2 separate regions of the Hordeum vulgare genome follow, and region 2 is linked to region 1. The links are chromatin contacts, called in public Hi-C maps. All regions are on one chromosome and are shown on one strand. Each heading gives the region's core, a stretch centred on a gene start, on an enhancer-like site or on the middle of the called end of the contact. The rest is flanking DNA. Distances are from core to core; before and after follow the strand shown.

Evidence for each region. A called contact is a pair of places that touch in the nucleus more often than the background predicts.
Region 2: a contact with region 1 is called in a Hi-C map of leaf, with 4 times the contacts expected there. The contact joins the promoter of LOC123422892 here to the enhancer-like site in region 1. A contact is called at or near these places in 3 of 6 Hi-C or Micro-C datasets (leaf and seedling).

The regions. Positions count from the first base shown.
Region 1 is chr1H:57,503,246-57,510,674 of MorexV3_pseudomolecules_assembly, forward strand. No RefSeq gene overlaps it. Among protein-coding and RNA genes, the nearest start is that of LOC123396567, 33 kb to the left of the region's middle. Within about 2 kb of position 4,471, at least 3 of the 3 cell types and tissues checked have open chromatin away from gene starts, as enhancers often do. A contact at or near this core is called in leaf and seedling, where this site is marked.
Region 2 is chr1H:57,912,259-57,919,687 of MorexV3_pseudomolecules_assembly, forward strand. It overlaps LOC123422892, which reads right to left and starts at 2,607. Exons shown (of 3, transcript XM_045107752.1): 1 at 1,576-2,607; 2 at 1,384-1,480; 3 at 564-1,315. The coding sequence starts at 1,647. The coding sequence ends at 1,014. LOC123423045 (ABC transporter B family member 21-like) reads left to right here and starts at 3,596. Exons shown (of 10, transcript XM_045107779.1): 1 at 3,596-4,559; 2 at 4,668-5,065; 3 at 5,146-5,384; 4 at 6,265-6,790; 5 at 6,955-7,228; 6 at 7,339-7,429. The coding sequence starts at 4,214.

The DNA.
Region 1 (7,429 bases), core at 3,221-5,720:
TGGGCACATGTTATAATCAGCAAGGCAGAAAATGCTAATGTTCCATATATTTTGCATGCAAGAAGGAATGTTTATCCGTATCAACGAAAGCCAGCAGATCACGAAATTGGAGGGATTGTAATTAACCTTTTTGAATGCTTGAGACTGAATTAGAGAAGAACTATGGCAACCCCTCCAGGCAAAATAGGCCAATGCATGAATCATATATCTCATCAGGTCATGGTCTTGCCAAACTTTGCATTGCCTAATGCATTGGAGGTTAGAGTTGCTGATCTTCTCTCTAATTGTTTTTCTCACTGTTAGGGTACTGAATTTTGTATTGCTAATAAGTAACAATTGGACTTGAAACCAGTGCATGCACTATAATTTTTGTATGTTATTCTAGGGTAAAAATATGATAAATTACGTGCTTGATTTTTGAGAGTAGACGGATATTGTAAACATGTTTTGTTTTTGATTTTTCCGCATAATCAGGTTATTTTATTATCAGGGGAGATTTTAAAACTTTAAAAGAAACTCCTTCCGTCCAAAAATAGCAAAACAAGTAGGTTTTGTAAATTTTTTTAGCCCGGCGCAATGCACGGGCATTTGTACTAGTGTAAACAAATTGATAACTTGAACAATTTATGCAATGATTTTTCGAAATTTATTTTTATTAAAAATTATGATCATATTTTGATTTTTGCGAACATTTTTTCAAATTGTTTATTGTTTTTCGAAGTTCGACACATTGTTTTGAAAGCGAGAACATCTTTTCAAATTGCGAACATTACGTTGGAAAACTTGAACATTTTGCGAAATGTACTAACATTTTCTGAAATTATAAACGTTTTTGAACTTTACTAATATTTTCAAAAACTCAAAACTGGAATAAAATTTGGGAACATTTTTTCAATCAAGAACACTTAATCAAATTTGCAAACCTTTTTTCATAAATATGATTTTTTTTTGGAAACCCATACTTTAAAATGTGTGAACAATTTTGAATTATAATTTTTTTAAATTTTCTAATTTTTGAATAAAGTTACAGAAAAAGAAAAGAAAAGGAAAAAAAGAAGAAAGAAGAAGAAACGATAAAAGCAAAAACGAAAACAAGTGAAACAGAATCAGAAAAAAAAGGAAGAACATAAAGAAAACCAGCCACGAAAACAACAGGAAAAAGAAAAACTGTTTCAGGAAACTTCTAGAAGCTTCCCAAAACTAGGAAAAAATCACTCGCCCATAACAGTAAGCGAACAGCTGAAATGGGCCACTGATCGCCTCGGGACGCTCACCACTACGAAGCTTCGCAATTTGACGCAGATTGCGTCAACTAGAAAATTTTCTGTGAAACCTCGTAATTGATGCCTTCTGCACCGGCTGGAAGTTTTGGAGCCCACGCGCCCGCAGCCATGTAATGGCCGTCACACGGCTACGCTGTCACTTCGTCAGGGCACACTTGGACGGGACGTCCTATTTGACGTGTACCGTGTCAATAGGTGCAGCTTCATACAGGGAAACTGATTACTGGGCCGCGTCGCTGTTTCAGCTGTTTCGGCCGAGCGCATATGCCGAGCCGCTCGTCACACGTGAACCGTTTCGATTGCTAAACTGTTTGTTGTTGTATTGTTTCTGCTAATGAACTGTTTCTGCTGTTTTTACTAATTCAATTGTTTTTCAACTGTAAAATTAAATGAAATTTTTGAGAGTTGCCGTTTGTTACAAAGTGCTTCTTCGAAAAAAATTGTAGTATGTCTCAAACAAAACGTTAGAACAAATTTTTAAAAATTTAAAATATACTTAAAAAGCATTTACAAGGTAACTGTGATGGTTTCTAAAACACTTGTAAAAGTAAAAAACAGATTATTTTACAAATTAAATCTGCAGCCAAATAATTTTTAAATAAAACTAAATAGTTTTAAGAAAATTTACGAACACGGTTATTTTTAAAAACGCATATTTTTTTGAAAATGAAGAAATATAGAATTTCCGAATCATTTATTTAAAATATGAACCTTTTTAAAATGAAGATACACGAACAATTTTCTAAAGCACAAAGATTTTTTTAAACTTGAGAACATTTTTTTTCAAATTCTGGAGTATTTTCTCAAATCCAGGAACATTTTTTTTAAAAAAGCCGAAACAATTTTATAAATTCCCGAACATTTTCTCAAATCCAGGAACGTTTTTGATAACAATTTCAGAACATATTTTCAAATTCCAGAATAATTTTCCAAATTCTGGAATAATTTTATAAATTCCCGAACATTTTTTCAAATCTGGAACATTCTATTAAGTTCCGGAACATTTTTTAAATTGACGACTTTTTTTTCAAAATCCGGAACATAGTTTCGAATTTTGGAAAAAATATTTAAATTCCGAAATATTTTTTGAAAATCAAAAACAATTTTAGAACAAAACCAGAAATAAAAAAAAGAAACAAAAAAAAATAAAAGAAAGAAGAAAACAATTTTTTTTGAAAAATCTGGTTCTGGGATTCTTCTAAAAAGTTTTCAAACCCGGAAAAACACACCTAAAATCCTCTAGGAGGTTCACAAAACTGGGATCGGTGAAAGTGTTAACGGCCGGCCGAAATCCGATCGTTCGCTTGCACCTCCTGTGCGAAAGGTCAACAATCAGCCACATAATGCGGCAGATAGAATTTTCCCAGTTGGACCGCTCGGCCAACAGTTGATCAGTTGACTGGTTGAATATTGACTCTTGGAAAGAAAAATAAGTGATGAATTCCTAAAGTTTCATGGAATTGAAAAAAGGTATTTAAAATTCAATAAAGTTCATTGATCCTGAAAATGTTCATGCACTGGAAAAAGTTTGTGGTCTTTTTAAAAAAATCATGGATTTGAAAATTTTCATCTTTTACGAAAATTATTTTACAAAGGAAAATAAAGTTAATGTATTTTAGAATGTTTACTAAATTTGACGAAAAGACTGTAATATGTAAAATTAAATTAAACAAGAAAATAGAAGACAAAAAACAGAAATCAAACCAGAAAACCAGCAAAGCCCCATGATGGAGGAAACGAGAAAAAAAAGCCTAAAAAAATAGTCTTATCATTGAAAATGTTCCTGAAAACCCGATGGAAAAAATATCTAGATGAGCAATTCCACTTACATACATCAGTGGAGGGTTGTGCGCCGGTTAGTTAATTCTTCTATGACCGGCACCTAAGACGCGGAATATGAACCGAGTGTGTCCGCGGGATGTCATATTTGATGCTCAATAGGAGGGAAGCCACAAAGGGAGGCGTGTTAGTAGCCCAGCCCATGGCACGACTGAGCGAGAGCGAGACGTACATCCACGGGAGCGAGCGGAACCTAGCACTGTAGCAAACTGGGATGACGTACATTAGCAGAGCGGCCACTCTCGCAATATATATAGCATCGATTGGTTTTCTTAAGTTATCTTTACAATACACACATTTTGCGAAAAACAAAATGCGAGCAATTTTATTTGTGAACATTTTTCAGAACTAAAAATATTTTTGAAATACTATTTTTCAAAATTTGCTTCATATTCTAGAAATTGCCACACTTTTTAATTATATTTTTTTGAAAATAGGATTTGTTTTTAAATTTCGTGAACATGTTTGCATGTTTTGGAATTATAAACATTTTACAAAATTTGTAATTTTAAAAAGAAACAAACTGAAACTGAAAGAACAAAAATTAAAAACACAAGAAAACCCGTGGAAAGCCAATAAAAATATATAAATATAGAACCACTTCAGGGACCTAATGTTGAGAAATGGGCCTACCTTTGATGGAACTGTCTGGGCGATGTTACGCAAAGAGCGTCATATAGGCAACTCGTGCGTCAAAAGTTATATTCGATTGCATGCCTGAGCTCCGACAGTTTATAATATTACATCTTAGTTTTTGTTCCTTTGTATAAAAGATAGCATTCTGATACCTTTCCAGTCCTGTCAGGTCATACTATGATTTTTACGATACAAATGATACACATATTATCATGTAAGTAAATTATTACAAATATACTCATCATGTATTTATATACTGTTAATCATATATAAAAATTATTCGTCATGTGTTAGATTGAATAAATACAAGAAAGAGGGAAAACGGGAAGAGGAAAAAAATGTCATAATTTTTTATATTTTATATAAATAAACATGAAAATATTAAAATAAATTAAAGCTAAGGAAAATAAAATTAGATAAAATATTAAAAGATAAATCAATGAAATGATGACGTAAATCGTTTTAGCGTTAACTTGTTTGGAAACGACAACCACGAAGAAAGGAAAATACCGAGGAATTCATATAGCCTGAAGCCTTGCGTATATAATATAGCCACGAGTAATACAGTATGGCCTATCCTGTGTGACCCATGAGTGGGCACGGAGTATTATGGGCAAATTCCTATTTGCTGCCGGCGATGAGCTCCTGTTCGGCCTTGCAGTCGCCGGATAACAGTACTAGCGCTCGCGCGCCTCATGCAGCGGGCTGGCCCGGGAAAGATAGCGAGAAGCGATGGAGGCCTATCCCAAGAAATGCTCCAAAATATGGTAGAGTCAGAATTCCATCTGACTGCCTGTACCCAAACCTTCGAACATAGGCAGTAGGCCGAACTCCCTTAGCTGTTCATTCTGAAGACAAAATATCCTTATTATATACTGAGCCTATTATGCGTCATATTTTATGATAAAATGAAAACAATTGAAAAATGAGTGAACGATATAAAAAGGTCACTGTAAAGAAAGTTAATAAAACTGAAAAGGTACATACAAATTGGAAAGAAATTTTAAAAAAGTTCGCAAAAATTATCATAAAGATCATGAAATTTCGAAAAAAAGTTCACAAATTTGAAAGTTCATCGATTTTGAAACGGTTCATCAGGCATGAACAAAAGTTCGCCAATTTTAAATAGTTCATTGATTTTGATTTTTTTCACAAAATTTGGAAAACATTTCACTAAATTTTAGAAAATTTTCCGATTTTGAAAAATGTTCATCAAAATGATATAAAAGTTCATCGATTTGTAAAAATTCATCAATTTTGAAAGAAAAATCATCAAATAAAAACAGTTCACCGGATTTGAAACAACGTCGGAGAAAATGGCTAAATCGAGGTAGCTCAGAGTGACCCTGATAGGAGAACCTAGGGGTAGGATTCTGCATCCCGTTGCGACTCATGTGCTCGTACCGCATCGAATCCGGGAGCCGAGGTCCAAGTGCGGGGGTACGACCTCCAACAGCAGGCCACTCAAGGCTTGGTGGTAGCTCTATCTCGCGCGGGTTAAGGATGTACTCACGGTGGATCCTCGCGTCGACTGCTGGCTGCAGCCGTGTCACTGCGTCGTAAACACAGGTACGTGTGGCGTACAGATCCACAGTCTGAGCTCGAAAGGCACGATCCAGCGCCTCAATGTACTGCACCATAACCTATGGGTCGTAGCGACGACTCACGTAGGCGGAAGAAACAACGACATAGGACCGATCGTTCGCTCCCGAACGTAAGCACTATAGGCAGTGAGATCAGATCCAGTGTCATCCCCAGCAGGAGCAAACGGGATGTATCTGAATGCAGTCCCCTCCACGCGAGGGTGTGCTCCACGAAGGCGGCGGTGGTGATATAGGTAGCATTATGGACGGCCATATCGATCGTCAACCCAACGCCGTAGAAGGTATGGAGCTCGTTCATGGAGATGTTTGTCTGATCGAAGGTGCGAACCTCAGCCTGGTACTGCCCCTAGTTGAACTCGCGAAAGTCCTTGTACATAGTGTACTCGAAGTACCAGCGATATCCCAGTCTGGTCAAGAGGTCGACCAGAATGGTCGGGAACCCAGTTGCGTCGACAACCATAGTCAGGCGTACGATCTGCCTTGCGGGGCGCATCTGAAAAGGAAAATTCAAGGATGTCAAATGACATTGTGCGCAATATATTGTCAGAATAACAGTAGTAGATAATCCAACTCTTCGGGGCGATGTGATTATGAGAACCTAATGTTAGAGTTAGCAAATCTTTAACCCGAAAAAGAAGAGAGATCAGAACCCAGAATATAAAAGAGGAGTAAAAGATACTAATACCACCCAATTGAGATATGGGCCCGTAAGCCACACAACAATGTTAGTAAAGTTTTTTTCAAATACTAGACTCAACTCCGGCAAAGGAGTTGGAAAGGGGGCTACCTACAGGCAGTCGGCTCTGATACCAACTTGTGACGCCCTCGATTTGATCGTACGTTAATCATACACGCGAACGCGTACGACCAAGCTCAAGCACTCATGGGAAGATATCACAACACAACTCTAAACACAAATAAAAACATACAAGCTTCATATTACAAGCCAGGGGCCTCGAGGGCTAGAATACAGAAGCTCGATAAACACATGAGTCAGCAGAAGCAGCAATATCCGGGTACATACATGAAACAAGGAGATGCCTTAGAGAAGGCTAGCTCAGAAGATACATCGACCGAATGAGGCGAGGCCTCCTGCCTGGGAACCTCCTAAACTACTCCTGGTCGTCAGCGGCCTCCATGAAGTAGTAGGCACCGTCGGGGTATTAGACGTCGTCGGCGGGATATGCCTTCTCCTGGCTCCACCATCCGGTTGCAGCAATCATATCAAGGGTAAAAGGGGGAGCAAAGCAACGGTGAGTACACATACAAAGTACTCGCAAGACTGACATCAGAACTATGCTAAGTATGCATCAGTATCAAAGGAATGGGGTTATATGTGAACTGACTACAACAATGCGAGAATAGAGAGAAGGCCTAGTCCTACCAAAGACTAGCATCTTTAGCGTCTTGCAACAATAGATGAGAGTACAGCAAGTAACACAATTATATAGTCATATTGTTGCAGCAATATTAATTAAGGTCACGCCTAGAGATTCTTCCTTGACTCCCTGCGAGAAAGCAATCCCGGAGCAAACATTCTAGTTAAGTAAGAGTTGAAGTTGTATAAGATCAGGGCACAACTCCAAGTCGTCCTATAACAGTGGACACGACTATTTGAACAGTTAATTTTCATCCGTGCACGGGTGCACCATAGTACCCAACATGCTTGATAAACTCTGGTCAGACACACTTTCCTGGGTCATGCCCGGCCTCGGAACATCAACACGTCGCAACCCTACCTAGGCTCAACAGGGAGGCCAGCCCACCGGTCTAAATCCTATTTGCGCATGGGTCATGGGCCCATGACCCTTTGCACTTCTGCACAATGCGAGGGAGGCCGAGGTCAGTCCTCACACTTCTTATACAAGAACGATGCTTATGCGGACCACTCGGGCGCGCGTCGCTCCATTGCTGACGTCTAAAGAGCTTCGACTGATACCATGACGTCGAGAACCCATAACTCCTCCCATGTGAAGGTTAGTGCGAAAAGGTCTCCCGACGAACTGAGATCAAATACTCAAATCCCGTTAGCATTTTAATTAATCTCGAGGATGTGTGGCAATACCA
Region 2 (7,429 bases), core at 1,357-3,856, 410 kb after region 1:
TCCATAAACTCAATACACTAGATGCATGTTGGATAGCGGTCGATGTGCGGACTAATAGAAGTAGATGCAGACAAAAGTCGGTCTACTTATTTTGGACATGATGTCTATATACATGATCATTGTCATGAATAGCGTCATAATTATTTGTTTCTCTATCAATTACCCGACAGTAATTTGTCTACCCACCGCTTGCTATTTTCTCGAGAGAAGCTACTAGTGAAACTACGACCCCCGGACCTACTTCACATCATCTATTTGCAATCTCTACTTTGCTATTTGATTTTCCACTTTATTTGCTCTTCACATCATCTTGTGTGGACCTTGATGAGTTCTATTTTTCTATCACTCTTATTTGCATCTATCAATCTATCCTCTTATTTGCATCTATCAATCTATCCTTACTTTACGCACGAGGGATTGACAACCCCTCTACGCATTGGGTTGCGAGGATTTGTTATTTGTGTGGAGGTACTGCTTACATAGTCTTGTTGATCTTCCTACTGGATTGATACCTTGGTTTCTTAACTGCGAGAAATACTTGTCGTCGCTGTGCTACATCATCCTTTAAGATTGGAGGGAAACCAATGCACCTGCGAGGAACGTCATACACCAAGGCTTCGAAAGATTCCTTTCTGGATACGGTATCATCTTGTAATTCGGCCTCTAATGACAATCATAGGGCGCCCCGTGAGTCCGGTACATGGAGATAGGTCAGTGGCCCGAGAACCCCTTAGTCCCGGACTCCCTCACCTAACCATCCTCTTGGTTCAATCTCTGTCATCAGCCTCCCGGCATCTTCCTCGTTGGTTGCTCTCAAGTACTGAGGTCCAAAAAACATCAATAAACTACTTTAGTGAACCTTCAAAAGCCTCCAAGATTATGTCTTCACCAATGCAAATATAGTCCTCAATGGCATCGGCCAAACACCCATATGCAAAGACTCGAAAAGTCGCGGTGCACTTCATTAGAGGGCTTGCACTTATCTCTCCACTTGCATTTATCCGGAGCTTGAACTAGTCATGATACTTCTCAACAACTTTTGCAATGCTGAGAAAAAGGCGTGTGTGGATCCGGAAGCGCCGACAAAAGTACTTCACCGGATAGGTTGGATTTGGGGCAAAGTAGTCTCTCATGATCTCAGCATAGCCCTCCGCTCTATCACGGGTAATGTGTATGAGGCCAAACTGCGATCCTGTCCTAGAGCGCGAGATATCATCACTGAAAATCATGCCTAAAACAATTTCAAAGTCTTCGTCGTCTTCTTTCTTTTCGGATGACGACGAGTCCTCGAAGACCATCTCCCTCAACCTCTTCTCTACAATTCAAACAACTTGCTTCAATCCAAACAGTTCGATTAAAAAAGAAACGAACGAGAAAACTGACCTAGGCAATCCGTCGAACACTTGCGATGCGGTGGTGATGCATCAGCCAGTCGTCGTCGTTTCGACCAAACTAGCGGGCGGCGAAGCATGGGATCGACCTGCAATAACGCGCAAGCAAGGTCAGATGCAAGAACAGCCAAATATGAAGAAGATATGAATCAATCCGACGACGGTCATGGCGACGACGTTTCACCTTGTTTCCGAAGACCACGACGGGGGACGAACGGGCTGGCGTCGGATAGATGCCCGAAAGGTAAATTATCATATGGTATTCAGTTTAGAGGATCCGCTAGTTACTGGCTAAAGAAAAAAAAACCAAAATTATCTTCCTTTTCTTTTTTGACACGAGATAGGAAATCGATTAGAATTGCTCTTACAAGTTACATCTGCGGTGGCCGATTCATGGGAGTGCAACCTGTGATTGCAAAACATTGTTGTATGTGAACAGTCGAGGTCCAATATTACGTTCTTGCCGACGACCAGCGAATTGACACGCTTGGCAGCTAGCTTCAAGGATCACCGAAAACGAAACGACTGGAAACAGTGCAGTGAACCATCGCCACCGTGTGGATAAACATCTCATCCCGAACCGAGCCGGTCGACAGGCGCGTCTACGAGGCACCAACGCGCCGGAAAAGTCACACACGAAACGGAAGCATCGCATCGCACGCCCAGAGAAAAAGGCAAAACTGTTAGGCAACTACCGGACCCGCAACTACCACCACACATCAACGGAAGACTGCGAGACGAGACGGTTCATCATCACCCACGTCCACCTTACTGCTACCATCTTATCTTTACTACCAATCTTTTCGATCAATCCGTAAACGGCCCCTCAATTCAACTCCCAACAGCCCACATGCTTGGAACAGTGCCCCTTGTCCTCGCACCCATCGCCTCTCTCGGCTCATCGTATGTGAGGAGGCACCGAGCAGGTCTCCAAAAGGCCGCACCACATGCACCAACCAACTTGTTCGTTAAAGGCTCAAGGCGGCTTTAAAAGGTGGGCAGCACGCTTAATATCTTAACGTCCTAGTGATACAACACTCAGCTGGGATCATGCAAAGCAAAACCACTACCATTAGGCAAGAAGTAAGGTGTATCACCTTGCGCTTGCTAGCTAGTAGAGTATACGTGGTTAATCAAAGTGGGAAGGCCATGATGATGTGTGTAATCATGATAACTCGGGCTGCTCTGCCTAGTGCGGAAAATGGGACCGAGCAGCGCTGCTTATAATACTCCAATTGGTAATGCTAATTTTCTTTCCTTTAAAAAAAAAATATACGCCAAAGGCGTACCATAAACTTGCACTACCACAAGAAGCGCAAGCAATGCAACATGCCAACATTAAGTGAAGTCAACACCCCATCCAACACGGCTCCTCGCAAAAAAGTTGTGGTCTCTACGTACCTCTCGCACCTCGCCTGCTTCCACTCCTGCCATTCCGCGAAAAAACATGATCTCTACGTACCAGCTCCCTCACCGTACGCCGCCTCTCTAGGTTTCCAACAACTCTATCACTCCTTTGCTTTCACAATAGTTTCCAGCTAACAAAGACGATGAGCGAATCAAACCCTCCTCCTGTCTTCGTTCGGGGTGTGCTTTTTTCCCTTGCACTTAAAAGAACACCACGCAAGAGAGAGCCGCAGGAACCGAACTCCGGCCGCTGTGGGCAGTCAAAGCGAGAGAGACCCGCAAGGCCGCAACACAACACAATCAAATGACGTGCTACCGAATCATGAAAGTAGAAGGAGGACGTGCCGCTTTGACTAGGGTGGAAAAACAAACGCCCCGCCAAGGAAAAGAAAAAGACCTGCGTGGAAAATGGGGGCGGCCCGGCGCCGAACAGTGGTCTACTACTAGTTTTTTTTTTTGGTTGAGGGATGACAGTGGTCTGCTAGTGCTTGACCCAGAAGCAAGGGATCCGAATAACAAAATCAGCCCATCACTCACATGCTGGATGATGCTGCCGCTCAGACAGTGACGCGGAACGTCTCGGTAGTCGGTAGCATAAGCAAAATGTTGAATTGGTCACTCCTCGTGGTACGCAACCCGCACCCACTCGCCGCGGAGTACCGCCGCTCGTACCGTCGTACCTACCCACATGTCTATCTCCTGCGCAAATCTCTCTGATTTTTATTTTGGACACAAACAATACAATACACCCGTAGACGCTCGTATACATACATACACACATGTATAAAAAGTTCGAAATAAACTCAGAAATACGAATACCTGAGTATATCACCTCGACCGAACTAGTATTTGCCACGCGTTGATAACCTTAGCCTACTTGCCGCCAGGGAAAAGAAATGATATCCTCGTCTACTCGGCTCGCAGTAGTAAATGCGCTGCGCTCACCAGTCTCAGTGCAGTCTACTCCAGTCTCCACCACAGGCGCCAACGCCATTACAATAGTGGTAGTAAATTCGTCGCAACTTGCACATCCGAGCCGAGCTGCGTCGCCGCCATTATTCATTCCTGCTTTCGCAGCTCGGGTGCTGGCTGCGAATCCTTTCGCCTCGGTGGTGGTGCTGGTGTGGCTGGCTGGCTGGTGACCCCTGTCGGCAGGCAGCCATGGGGAAAGCTGCCATTTGGCGGTGCTTTTGGACCTAGCTCCTTGTTCCTTTCGTCGCGCCGTTCCTCCCACCACCTTCCCTTGATCTGCGCACTGATTGATGCCGGCCTGAGGGAAGGAGAGAGAGAGAGAGAGGGACAATGGTAGGCGGGGAGGGGGAGATCGGGCGGCGGGGGGCTCTGATCTGCTGCGGCGCGTGGTAGGTAGGTAGATGGTGGTGCGCCGTGCTTGAATCTTGAGCGCGAGGCGAGCCATGTCGGAGTCTAGCAGGGCGTTCAATGTCGACGGCGGCGGCCAGCCGGCCGACGGGGCGCGGGGAGGACGGAAGGGCGGCGGCGGCGGGAGCGGGAGCGGGAGCGTGCCGTTCCACAGGCTCTTCGCGTTCGCGGACAGCGCCGACGCGGCGCTGATGCTGGTCGGCGCGGTCGGCGCGGTGGCCAACGGCGCCGCGCTGCCGCTCATGACCGTCCTCTTCGGCGGCCTCGTCGACGCCTTCGGCGGCGCGGCTGCCGGCAGCGGCGACGTCCTGGCCCGCGTCTCCCAGGTCTCCCTCGAGTTCGTCTACCTCGCCATCGCCTCCGCCGTCGCCTCCTTCGCCCGTAAGTGCCTGCCGCCACCCTGTCACTTGGAAGCTTCCAGCTGCTGCCATGCCATGCCATGCGACCCGTGAAAGTTTAGTTCCTCTGTCTGACATCCTGTGAACTCAGAGGTGACCTGCTGGATGATCACCGGCGAGCGGCAGGCGGCGCGGATAAGGAACATGTACCTGAGGACCATCCTCCGGCAGGAGATCGCCTTCTTTGACATGTACACCAGCACCGGCGAGGTCGTCGGGCGGATGTCCGGCGATACGGTCCTCATCCAGGACGCCATGGGGGAGAAGGTCGGCAAGTTCATCCAGCTGATGGTGACGTTCTTTGGAGGCTTCGCTGTTGCCTTCGCGCAGGGCTGGCTCCTCACCCTTGTCATGGTGGCCACCATCCCGCCGCTCGTCCTCTCCGGCGCGGTCATGTCCAATGTCGTCGCCAGGATGGCGTCGCTGGGGCAGGCCGCCTACGCCGAAGCGGCAGTCGTCGTCGAGCAGACCGTCGGCTCCATCAGAACAGTAAGGTTCCACTCTACAATTCAGAGCATTGCGACGAATTTTGCAACAATGACAAGAATGTGGAACACAAATCACCACAGGTTGCATCTTTCACCGGCGAGAAGAAAGCGGTGGAGAAGTACAACAACTCGCTTAAGTGCGCTTACAGTTCCGGTGTCCGGGAAGGCCTAGTCGCTGCCATCGGCATGGGCACCGTCATGATGCTCCTGTTCTGCGGCTACTCCCTGGGGGTATGGTATGGAGCCAAGCTGATCCTAGAGAAGGGATACACCGGTGCCCAGGTCATGAATGTCATCTTCGCGGTGCTTACCGGCTCGCTGTAAGTTCTCTGCGCCTTCCTGATCAGCAATTCAGTTGTAGCAATCTCAGTTTCATGATTGACAGTTACTCTTATTATCAGGAAAGAGAAGGAATGTTTAGGTTTAGCAACCTTCAACAGTTGCCATTTCATTTAGACCGGATAAGGCAATCTTAGCCATCCATTATGGATTTCGTGCCGATTTTGGCAAGTGTTTGACAGGGATAAGCAATGTTGGCTTTCGTGCGCAAACTGCTAACCCAACTATGTTTGTAGGGTCTTATTTAGTTGGCAGCAGCTAACCAAGCGCATATCAAAGTCATTGCTGTCTTAACTATCAGGAAAGAGAAGGAAGGTTTAACAACCTTCAAAAGGTTGATGTTTCATTTAGGGGGGACTGATAAAGCAATCTTAGCCATCTATTTTGGATTTTGTGCTTATTTTGGCAAGTGTTCGACAGTGATATGCAACATTAGGTTTCTTGTGCAAACTGCTAACCCAACTATGCGTGTAGGGTCGGTCTTATATAGTTGGCAGCAGCTAACCAAGTCCATATCCAAGTCATTGTTGTCTTGACTTCACAGTTCACAGCAATCATAGCCAGTCAGTGTAGCACGAAACAAACATTTGATAAATTTGTATGGGTTTTTGCAATCATGTTCCCACCAACTCTTTCATTGTTTTATGGAAGACCAACTATTCTTTGATTTCATCAGCTGCTGCCTGAAAAGAATTACTCATTAGATAAATTTCAGCAGTTGAAATTTGCAGTATTACTCAATCGTCTACTGCTATATTTTTGTACCACCGACCAATTTTCCCTGTTCATATATGTGATTGAACCCATTAAACTGAAACCCATTAGTTTGAGAAGCTGAGACTTTTCTGTTGTGTTTATCAGAGCTCTAGGACAGGCATCACCAAGCATGAAAGCATTTGCAGGAGGACAGGCTGCAGCATACAAGATGTTTGAAACAATCAACAGGGAGCCCGAAATCGATGCATACAGCACAGAGGGTAGGATGCTAGACGATATTCAGGGGGATATCGAGTTCAGAGATGTTCACTTCTCTTACCCAACAAGGCCCAATGAGCAAATATTCAGAGGTTTCTCCCTTTCCATACAGAGTGCCAAAACCGTTGCATTGGTTGGCCAGAGTGGGAGTGGAAAATCAACAGTTATCAGCTTGATCGAACGGTTTTATGATCCTCAGCTCGGAGAAGTTCTAATAGATGGAGTGAATATCAAGGAGTTGCAGTTAAAGTGGATCAGAAGTAAAATTGGCTTGGTGAGCCAGGAGCCGGCCCTGTTTGCAGCTAGCATAAGAGATAACATAGCTTATGGTAAGGACAATGCGACAGATCAGGAAATCAGAGCTGCGGCTGAGCTTGCTAACGCCTCCAAATTCATTGATAAATTACCCCAGGTTAGAAGACCGACAAACCTTTGAATTTGCATTAACTGGTAATTAGTTGTAAATAGATGAAGCAGGACCCAGGACCTAGGCAATTCTATACACTGAAGAAAGAACTAGATGTTAGACTATTCTGCCTCATATATTGAATCTCTGCTGTTTGTGACATTCCTTAGGGTTTCACTACTTCGGTTGGTGAACATGGAACACAACTATCTGGTGGACAAAAGCAAAGGATTGCCATTGCCAGAGCGATTCTCAAAGATCCAAGAATCCTGCTATTGGACGAAGCGACAAGCGCTTTGGACACTGAATCTGAAAGGATTGTGCAGGAGGCTCTTGATAGGGTCATGACCAATCGGACCACTGTCATTGTTGCACACCGTTTGACTACTGTAAGGAATGCCGATACAATTGCTGTCATCTGCCGAGGATCAATAGTTGAAAAAGGTATTATTCTGAAACATTGGCATCTGTGATTCTAAATAATCATATAGTACCTCTTACACATGTTATATGTCAGCAAATGCTCACTAGCTGAAACATTTGACAATCACCAGGTCCGCACCATGACCTTTTAAGGGACCCAGAAGGAGCTTACAGCCAACTGATACGTCTACAGGAAACAAGTCGTGCTTCTGAGGGTGCAAG